Linked DNA regions of Pan troglodytes: region 1 is linked to region 2. Evidence: chromatin contacts called from public Hi-C data. All regions are on one chromosome and are shown on one strand. Each heading gives the region's core, a stretch centred on a gene start, on an enhancer-like site or on the middle of the called end of the contact. The rest is flanking DNA. Distances are from core to core; before and after follow the strand shown.

Evidence for each region. Hi-C and Micro-C count contacts between places; a contact is called where the count stands out from the background.
Region 1: a contact with region 2 is called in a Hi-C map of induced pluripotent stem cells, with 4 times the contacts expected there. The contact joins the promoter of PMM2 here to the enhancer-like site in region 2. A contact is called at or near these places in 4 of 7 Hi-C or Micro-C datasets (blood, induced pluripotent stem cells and stem cell-derived neural progenitor cells), 1 of 1 datasets of contacts at active chromatin or transcription factors (stem cell-derived excitatory neurons) and 1 of 1 other capture datasets (stem cell-derived neural stem cells).

The regions. Positions count from the first base shown.
Region 1 is chr18:11,439,653-11,444,493 of NHGRI_mPanTro3-v2.0_pri, forward strand. PMM2 (phosphomannomutase 2) reads left to right here and starts at 1,513. Exons shown (of 9, transcript XR_010152260.1): 1 at 1,513-1,638. It overlaps TMEM186 (transmembrane protein 186), which reads right to left and starts at 1,371. Exons shown (of 2, transcript XM_510804.8): 1 at 1,302-1,371; 2 at 1-281. The coding sequence starts at 1,304.
Region 2 is chr18:11,211,821-11,217,158 of NHGRI_mPanTro3-v2.0_pri, forward strand. The region is part of intron 2 of TMEM114 (transmembrane protein 114); the gene reads right to left. Among named protein-coding and RNA genes, the nearest start is that of TMEM114, 21 kb to the right of the region's middle. Within about 2 kb of position 2,746, at least 3 of the 24 cell types and tissues checked have an H3K27ac peak or open chromatin away from gene starts, as enhancers often do. A contact at or near this core is called in induced pluripotent stem cells and stem cell-derived neural stem cells, where this site is marked.

The DNA.
Region 1 (4,841 bases), core at 263-2,762, 230 kb after region 2:
TGGGAGTACAAGTAATAGCCTGGTGGCAGAGCTACCACTGTCAGGGCAGTCTGTGCCAACTTCAGTCGTGACAGGAACCCGAACGTTCTGATGGCATCAAAACGGTAAAACATCCAGAATTTCTCAGTCTCTGCGTTTGGTAGTTTCTCCTTCGAGATGGGTGAACTGCTGCCCACCCACCTCTTAGGATCCTCCTGCCCACTGCAGCACCACAGCCCATGGAGAGGCCTTTCCCACACAGCTTTTCCCCGAAACCTACGCACAGCTCGGAGAAGGGCAGCCTGAAAGGGAGACAGTAGACCATTTCTCTCGTGGAACTCAACTACATTAATCACACGGTGAACATCTGCAAAGCACCATACTCTAAGGCTTCTGCCAATCCTGCAAGGTAACCGTTATTGCCAGAGGAGGGAAGGGTAAAGCCAGATGCTATCTCATGTGGGCATCACAACAGCTATCTAAGATAGTTATCACTATTTCCACTTTACCACTAGGGAAACTAAGCCCAGAGAGGGTAAGATATTTACCAAAGATCACACAGTCAGTGAGTGCAGCAGAGTCCTCCTTCCACCAGGCAATTCCAAATAAATACAAGAAAGGAGGTGCGGCCGTCATTAATTCAAAACATATCTAGGGAGGACAACCTCTGGGCTGGACAATGTATCCACAAGGGGGTGTGAACATTTCCCCAAGCAGGAAACTAAATAATCAATGTCTTAGTGGGGAACTCGAGCAACAAATCTGTGAGATATTTATTCCAATAAACTTTCTAATTCTCTGTTTGATTCATAGGCTATCTTGGGTGCTGGAGGGAACTGCTGCTTTCTCTTAGCCTAGTCTGGGGAAGGGGAAACAGCGGAGAAGGAGAAGGAGCGAGGCAGGGAGGCCCCAACACGTAGCACAAGGGTATTATTAGGTGGGTAGTGAAGCAGTAAAAGCTCTTATTCCAATTCTGATTCCAACAGTAATTTGTGAGCAAATTACTCCACACCCCTGAGATTCGGTTTCTTCGCCTTTCAAAATGGGGACTCAGAACACAGTGAACCAGAAGATGGTTTCAGAGTCCTCAACTTAGTACCTAATGCACTGTGAGAGCTCGGCGAGTTTTAGCTATTACTACTGTGCGCATGTGACCCAAGGAGGGCAGAGAAAGCCCGGGAAAAGCGAACTGTAACACACGCCAGAGCTTCCTCCCACGGATCCTCCGAGTCCGAAACCCGAGCGTCGGGCCTGCCCGCCCCAGCCCTGACCCCGACCCCAAAGAGCATCACCCCCTCAAGGCTCGCCACCCGCCTCCTTACCATGGCCCCACCACCTGCTGCAGGAAGTAAATCCCACCGGCCCCCGGAACCTCTAAGAGCGCATGCTCGAATGTACAAGGCGGGCGTGATCTGCGTTGCACCCTGGGAGTTGCGGTCCAGGAATCGTGGCTGGCGCTAGTCCCAGGGGTTATGGGAACGGAGTCCCCTCCTCTTCCCGACGTGCCCTGCGGCTCAGGGGCCGAACCCGGAAGTTCCGGGCCGAGTTCCTCGTGCCGACGTGTCTTGTAAGGTGCGGCTAGAAACTGGGGACATGGCAGCGCCTGGCCCAGCGCTCTGCCTCTTCGACGTGGATGGGACCCTCACCGCCCCGCGGCAGGTAAGTGGCGGCCGGCGGGCTGCTGGCAGCCGACGCGGAGCCCGTGCTGTTCCCAGTTGGGGCTATCGACCACCCAGGGTAGGCGCCAAGGGGTGGCTAAGGACCGCCTACGTCCTCACGGGGCTGAACCCTATTCTGGGTGCCCTGGAGGAATGAGAGGGAGGCCCTAACCAGCTCTTCAAGAGCTCTGGTGCTTGGAAAGATGAGACGGGGCTGAAGAACTCTTAAGAGCAGGAAACTTGTGCTAGGTTGGAAAATGTAATCTGGACTCACCGCTAGTGCTCGGGACTGATAGACCAGGATTTCAACCCAAGATCAGGCCCCCTTATCAGCTATGTGCCGGCCCCAATCCTGTAACCAATGGGCTGTGCCGTGAGTCATGATATTAAAAACAGGTTTCCAGGTCAAACCGACCTAGTGGAGTCTCATCTTCACCTCTTGACATCTGTGTGACCTTCAGCGAGTTATTAACTTCTCTGAGCCTCAACATCTACAGCTTTAAATGGGGATGTTACCTGTTCCATATGGTGTCTGTGAGGATCAAATGAGATTGTGTAAGTTCTTGAAAGTATGTTGCACACAACACACTAGGCCTCAGTAAATAGTAGCCACCTCCACCACACCCATCTCCAGCCCTTGCAATGGACTAGGGAGATGGAGGAGCCCTAGGTTATTACAGGCTGCCCGCTGAGAGCCTCCTTGGGCCCTTGGAAACTTGCTTTCCACTTTCAGATTTTGCTGCTACAGGCACAGATAAGTTTCAGTTACGATCAGCCTTTGAGGTGAGGCTCTCCTGGCCCCTTTTCAGAAATTGGCCACTGAACACTGGCCATTTCAACTTGAGACTGGACCCCAATGGTCTCACTATCCTCAGCTTCTACCCTCACCCCTCGTAGTTTTCGCTTGGTGGTAACAATGGTGTGCTCCAGAAGTCCACGTCAAATGCGTGTGACCTTAGACGTATCATTTTGCCCTTCTCAGCCACAGGTTTGATCTACCTAGTGATGACGCTCAACTCCCAAGTTCTTCAAAGGCTTTTTCTGATTCTGAAATTCAGTGATCACACACTTGGGTTTGTTAAAAGCCCATAGTGGTCTAAAACTCCGGTCCCCAATTCATTTTTTGTAAAGGGCCATATAGCAAATACTTTTGTCTTTGCTGACTATATGGTCTATAGTAACCACTCAACTTTAGTGCAAAACCAGCCATAAACCCTATATAAATACAGAGTGGCTGTGTACCAATAAAATTTTATTTATTTATTACAAAAACAAACAGCTGCCCAATGTGGTCTGTGGGCCATAGCGGTCTAGGGTTTATATTGCCACCCTTTTTTCATGATATCACTGGACCCTCTCAACCTTCCTCCATCTTTCTTCCCAGGTAGGATAGTTGTTATTACCGTTTTAAACATAAGGAAACACACTCAGTGAAGAACTAACCTTCTCAGTTTCACACAGCCAACCTGGTACAAGTCTCTGGGCCTCAGGATAATGGTTCCTGTCAAGTTTGCCATTTCCTATCTGTGCTAAGGTGGAAGCTGTTCTAGTCACTGGGTATGCCATTCAGGAAAGTGCTTCTGATTTTCTGATTTTCACAGTTCTGACTCTTTTTTTTTTTTTTAATACAGAGTCTCACTCTGTCACCACACTGGAGTGTAGTGGCCCAATCTCAGTTCACTGCAACCTCCACCTCCCAGGTTCAAGCAATTCTCCTGCCTCAGGCAACCAAGTAGCTGGTACTACAGGCGCGCACCACCACGCCCGGCTAATTTTTGTATTTTTAGTAGAGATGGGGTTTCACCGTGTTGGCCAGGATGGTCTCTATCTCTGGACCTCGTCGTGATCCACCCGCCTCGGCCTCCCAAAGTGCTGGGATTACAGGCGTGAGCCACCGTGTTCTGACTTTTAAAGGCCACTCCTGCAATTCTAGATTTTGTCTAATAGGTCCAGATTCCACTGTGAGAGTAGAAAAGATTGCACTCTATTACAAACCCTTCTGTACAATTTTAATCACATTCATTATTACTCTAAAAAATTTTTTTAAAGAAAAATCATTGAACTCCAAGTGTTTATATACTGAGGTTGAATTAAATGGTTTTTTGTATTTTCTAAATTTCTAGTAAAAAGATATTCTGCCTGGCACGGTAGCTCATGCCTATAATCCCAGCACTTGGGGAGGCCGAGGCGGGCGGATCACTTGAGGTCAGGAGTTCGAGACCAGCCTCGCCAACATGGTGAAACCCGGTCTCTACTAAAAATACAAAAAAATTAGCCGAGCGTGATGGCGGGCGCCTGTAATCCTGGCTACCTGGGAGGCTGAGACAGGAGAATCGCTTGAACCCAGGAAGTGGAGGTTGCAATGAGCCAAGACCACACCATTGCACTCCAGCCTGGGTGACAGAGCACGACTTCGTGTCAAAAAAAAAAAAAAAGACATTCAGTGTAAATGTACAACTAAGATTGCTCAAAGTGCTGAGTTATAAGACTTGAAAAAATACATTGTGATGTGTCTTAATGTAGGGCTATTTTTTCATCTTAGTTTATAACTTTTTTAAAATTATCACACAGTTTGGAATTTACCATACGATTATACCACTAAAACCACTCTTTCTAGATAGGAGCTTTGCTTTTAGAAGAGACTAAAAAATCTAGTCATCTTACTCTTTTACATTTTTGTTTTGTTTTGGGTAATTGCAATAAAATCAATTCTAAGCTTCTCCTTTTTTTTTTTTTTTTTGTTTTGTTTTGTTTTGTTTTGAGACGAAGTCTCGCTCTGTGACCCAGGCTGGAGTGCAGTGGCACGATCTTGGCTCACTGCAACCTCTGCCTCCGGGGTTCGAGTGATTCTCCTGCCGCAGCCTCCCGAGTAGCTGGGACTACAGGCGCCCACCAGCGCGCCCGCCTAATTTTTGTATTTTTAATAGAGACAGGGTTTCGCCACGTTGGCCAGGCTGGTCTCGAACTCTGACCTCAGGTGATCCACCCGCCTCGGCCTCCTAAAGTGCCGGGATTACAGGCATGAGTCGCCATGTCTGGCCCTAAGCTTCCTCTTTAATTTCATTATGTTGTTTTATTTTAAAATCAACAACTTAAATCCATAAATGGAGTGTAGTGTAGCATTTAAAAGGAATGATGAGCTAGATCTGTGTTGGCATGAAAAGATCACCACAGCATAGTGCTGAAAAAGCAAAGTCCCTGCAC
Region 2 (5,338 bases), core at 1,496-3,995:
TGCCTTAGCCTCCCAAGTAGCTGGGATTACAGGCGTGTGTTACCACAGCTGGCTAATTTTTTTTTTTTTTTTGTATTTTTAGTAGAGATGGGGTTTCACCATGTTGGCCAGGCTAGTTTCGAACTCCTGACCTCAGGTGACCTGCCTGTCTTGGCATCCCAAAGTGCTGGGTTTACAGGCATGAGCCATGGCGCCTAGCCTCATCACCCTGTTTTGTTTTCTTCATAACACTAATCACTGTCTGAATCTCTCAGATAGATTATTGGTTCATGTGTTTATCATCTGTTCCCATGTGAGCTAGGAAGGGTGGAGATTTTCTTGGCCACCCCCATTAATGTGTCCCCAGGCCCTGGAACAGTCTCTGACACAGTAGGTATCTGGCAAGCATTTATCAAATGCATGAATGGATGGGCGAATGAATGAGCTCATTCTGTGTTGTCAGTTCCTGAGGTGCACACATGTTTTGGTGTGTTATTGTCCATTATTGCTCGCTTAGCAGAGTGTCTCAGCATGTCCCAAGGTGGACGTGTGGGACCAGATGTCCTGAGCATCATAGGATGCGAGGAGCATCCCTGGCCTCTTCCCACTGGAGCTGCCGGTGATACCACTCCCCACACGCACTAAGAACAACCAAAACTGTCTCCAAACACTGCCAAATGTCAGGTGGGGGAGAGAATCACCCCAGCTGAGAACTCTGGCCCTGCAGTATTTAATCCAGCACTTGGGCGCTAGGAGGGCTGAAAACGTGTCTTTTGACGAATTTGGAGATCAAATCCTGCCTCTGGAGCAGTTCCACAGTATGACCAGCAGGTGGAAGCAGAGACCGCCCTTTCGGTAGCATGGTTGCCCTCACTTTGCAAAAACTTTGTTTTCCCCAGCATAGTAACTGATTTTCCAACAGCGCTCATTTAGCCCCATGTGGCCGTGTGAGTAACCCACTCCTTTTGCGCCTTTCCGGATTAGACAGGGACGTCGCAGCAACGTCCTGAAAGGAGCAGACAGCCAGTAAAGAAGTGCAAGCGTTGGTGGAAGTAGGGGGAGGACCATCTTGGGATCAGGCAGCTCTGAAGTTTACTCCCAGTTGCGTCCCTTTCTCTCCTTATGCCCTTAGTCCAGTTATGTTAACCTGCCAGTGCCTCAGTTTCCTCATCTGTATCCTGCTTTGCTTATCTGCTAGTCCTCACCACGGGCTACGTATTTCATATGCCTCTCTCTCCTCAATCACGTGGCACCCCAGAGAGCAAGGTCTGGGTCTGGAGGAGTCATTGCCCCCCCAGTTGCTGGTGTGTACTGGCCTTCGAGTGTTTGTTGAATGACTGACTGACCGACTGGCGTGGAGAATAGCACAGGTGCATAGATGTGGATGTCAGCTATAATGATGACAATGCTGATGTCGTGGTGGTGTCATGTCGTTGTGGTGGTGATGTCATGGCATGGTGGTGATGATGTCATGATGTTTGTTGAATGACTGACTGACCGACTGGCATGGAGAACAGCACAGGTGCATAGAAAGTACTCAGTGGGGGTCAGCTATGATGCTGACAGTGTTGACGTCATGGTGATGATGATGTCATGATGAAGACGATGATGCCATATTGTTGATAATCGTGTTGTCATCTTTTAATCCACACCAGTATTCCCCAAACCATCAGCACCTCCCAGAGTTTCCTAAGCCAAAGGCTCCTCGGGCCCTCCCCTACATCTCAGGACTTGGAATCTTACAGGAACAGAATCTCAGCCATGGTTTTGGGTTAGAATAGGCTGGAGAGCTCTTAAAAAAACACTGATGCCTGGACACCAGCCCTAGAGAATCTCAGATCAAGGATGTAGACAGCAGCAGGATTTTTGGAAGATACCCAGGTGATTCTAAGAGCAGCAAGATGACAACTGTTCTCTGTCACTTAATAAACGCCCCACCTCGGCATTTATGCAAACAGTGGCTCCGGGCCAGAAGCCTCGGCATCGCCTGGAAGCCACTTAGAAATGTGAGTTCTTGGGCTTCACCCAGGCCTCCTGGCTCAGACACCCTGGGGGTGGCATCAGCCCGAGAGTATCAACAAGCCCATAGAGTCTGGGGCCCACTAAATGTGAACAGCACTGCCCCAGGGGACCCGGATGGGGAGCCCATTCCCAGGGGCAGAACACCAGGATGAAAGGAGGGATGGATTTTTCTGGGGGAGGACGGAAAAGGTATGATTAGTCTTGAAGAGTACTCTATCAATTGGCCAACCCCTTGGGAGTCTCGCAGCTTCATATTGTAGACCTAACCTGACCCCGTAGAAAGCCAATGTCATGCCAGAGTTATTTTAGAGCAAAAGGAACTCCAGGCCAGAGCTCCCCAGAGAGAGCTGAACGCATTACAGGGCCCAGGAGGTAGGGCACCCTCTCCCTTTCCCAAACCCACCAAGGAGCTGATCCAAGGGACACGGGTGAGGAGGAAATGAAGTCGGAGGGGGCGTGAGGACTTTGCAATCTGTAAAGCTCTGTGTGTGATTAAAGGATCGTTTTTATTTCTCGCGAAGCGGTTTGGCACTCCCTCAGGCTCCTCCAGGCCACACGGACACACACGGACATAAGCACACAGGTACTAGGATAACAGCCGGGCCCCAAGCTTAGTCCGCGGGGATTTGTGGGGGAAGGAGAGGGGGTGCCTGGCCTCCCCGAGTGGCCTTTGAGGAAGAAGAGGCCGCAGCCGATGGAGATGGGTCGGTGAAGCTCCGGGGCCAAGCCCCTCCCTCCCCTCCACGACCCAGCGCCCAGGCTCATATGGCCTGGTCCTGCCTCCGTCTCAGGCTGAGCTCGCGGGCTGCTGCCAGGAAGGCTGCCCCGGTGAGCAGCTCGGCGATGAAGCTGATCCAGCCCAGGGCCAGGGACCAGCCGAAGCTGATGTCCACCTGGTCCAGAAGGGCCTTCTCCTCCAGGAGACACAGCGCCTCCCGGAAGGCGGCGGCTGAATACGCTATGTAGACGCTGATCCCAGCGAGGGTCACCATGGCTGCAGGGAGGGCAAAGGGAGAGCAGATCAATCCCCCACCCCGCCCCAGCACTCCCCTCCTCCTCCTCGCCCTGCCCAGCCACGCTGCCCAGCGTCCAGCGTCCTTGCTCCTTCCTGCTGCGGGACCTTTGCGCGTGCTGGTCTCCCCGCTGGGTGCATTCACCCCTGCTTCTCTGCCTGTCATCGGCAACTCCTACCCTTCCCACACATGGCAGCTCACGCTTCGATTCCTGGACTTGCCTGAGCAGTGATTCCACAGCACCATACAGCTGCCCATCACTGCCCAGGTCACAATTGCAACTTTGCATTCTTTTGTGTAATTTTTTTTTAGACAGAGTCTCGCTCTGTCGCCCAGGCTGGAGTGCAGCGGTGCGATCTCAGCTTGCTGCGATCTCAGCTTGCTGCAACCTCCGCCTCCCGGGTTCAAGCTATTCTCCTGCCTCAGCCTCCTGAGTAGCTGGGACTACAGATGCCCACCACCGCGCCCGGCTAATGTTTGTATTTTTAGTAGAGACAGGGTTTCACCATATTGGCCAGACTGGTCTCAAACTCCTGACCTCAAGTGATCCGCCTGTCTCTGCCTCCTAACGTGTTGGGATTGCAGGCATGTTTGTGTAATTATTTAACTAACATCTGTCTCCCCCAGTGGCCTGTGAGTGTCCAGAGGGCAGACATGCTCCTGTTGGTTTTGCTCATTTTCAATTCCCCAGCACCCAGAACGGTGCCTGGCCCACGGTGGTTCTCCACAGATATTAGATTTGAGCCACATGGTCCAGTACGATAGCCACTGACCAGTTACACATGGCTATTTAAATTTAAGTTAACTAATCTAAATAAAGTTAACAGCTCAGTCCCCCATCAGCACTCACTGCCCTGGCCTGGTTTGCAGCTCCCGATGCTCGGCATGGATTACGGAACTTCTCCACCATCACAGAAACTTCTACCAGGCAGTGCTGGTTTCGAGAATTTGTCATTGGGTGAACTATTAATGCTAATATTAATAATAATAGTGAGTGGTTAGAGGAGATGAGAACTTTGCAATATTTTCACCTCCAGACATCCCTTTTGTTTTTTTCCCTCTGTGGATTCCAAGGGAGCATGTCATCACTGCTTTTTTTTTTTTTTTTAAAGGAACATTTCAAATACACAGGGATACAGACGGCTGTAAGGCAGCCAGCCACGTGCCAGGTCCCATTTTTCAAAACCTCTGGTCCACTAAACCAACCAGTGGTGTTAACCTAGCCATTGTCTGTCCACCTGTTGTTTTGTTTCATCTTGTTTTTGTGTGTGCTGCTGTTTAATTGACAAGTAAAAATTGTATGTATTTATGGTACACAGCATGAGGGTTTGATATGTGTGTGTACACTGTGGAGTGGCTCAGTCAAACTATTCAACACAGGCACGGCCTCACATACTTAGCATTTCTTTTGTGTGTGGTGAGAACTAAAATCTACTCTCAGCGATTTTCAAGAACACAATAGGCTGTTGTTAACTGCTGTCACCATGACGCCCAATAGATCACTGAACTTCCTTCTTTTGAGCTGAAATTGTGTGTTCTTTGACCAACATCTCCCCACCCTCCCCTGCCCCCACCCCCAGCCTGTTCCATTCTCTCTTTCTGTGAATTTGACTCTTCCAGATTCTACATAGAAAGGAGATCATGAGGTGTTTGTCTTTCTGTGCCTGGTCATGCCCGTTTTTTAGTCGATCAAAGCAGTATCTATCAGAATGGCTGATCAGCAGGATAGAGCGAGGGTGGCTGGAGCGAGGGTGTCCTGCCAGCTCACAGCCCTAAAGCTTGAAGCTATCACGAGTTTGGGCAAAGGTAATACATGCGGCTTCTTTGGTGAAGTAATGAAAAGGATTCTTGGAAGCTGCTCCCTCTGCACTGCTCCTGTCTTGGAACCAGAGACTAAGTGATTCTGGGCTGGAAACCACTCATCTCTTCCAACTGATATCCCAGAAGGGGAAACTGAACCCCACGAGGCCCTGGGATCCCCCTTGTTTGCTGAGGGTTCATACACAGTACCCATTGCCCAACCCCCAGACCACAAGCCAGAGCCCTAGGCAGGGTGGGCACCTACCTCCAAAGAGGAAGAGAATTCCAGTGAGCAGGAGGAGGAGGTAGGCTCGGAGGAGGAAGCTCAGAAACCCCATCATCCCCCCAAAAACCATCAGGATCAGGCTGAGCGGCAGCAGAATCACAAATGTCCCATGCATGGCTTAGAAGAGACAGAGAGGATACCAGGCAGAGGACAGTTACTAACATCCTTCATTCAATCAACAAACACTTCCCGAGCACCTACTAGAGCTGGGGAAAATCCACACTGTCACTGCCCGTAT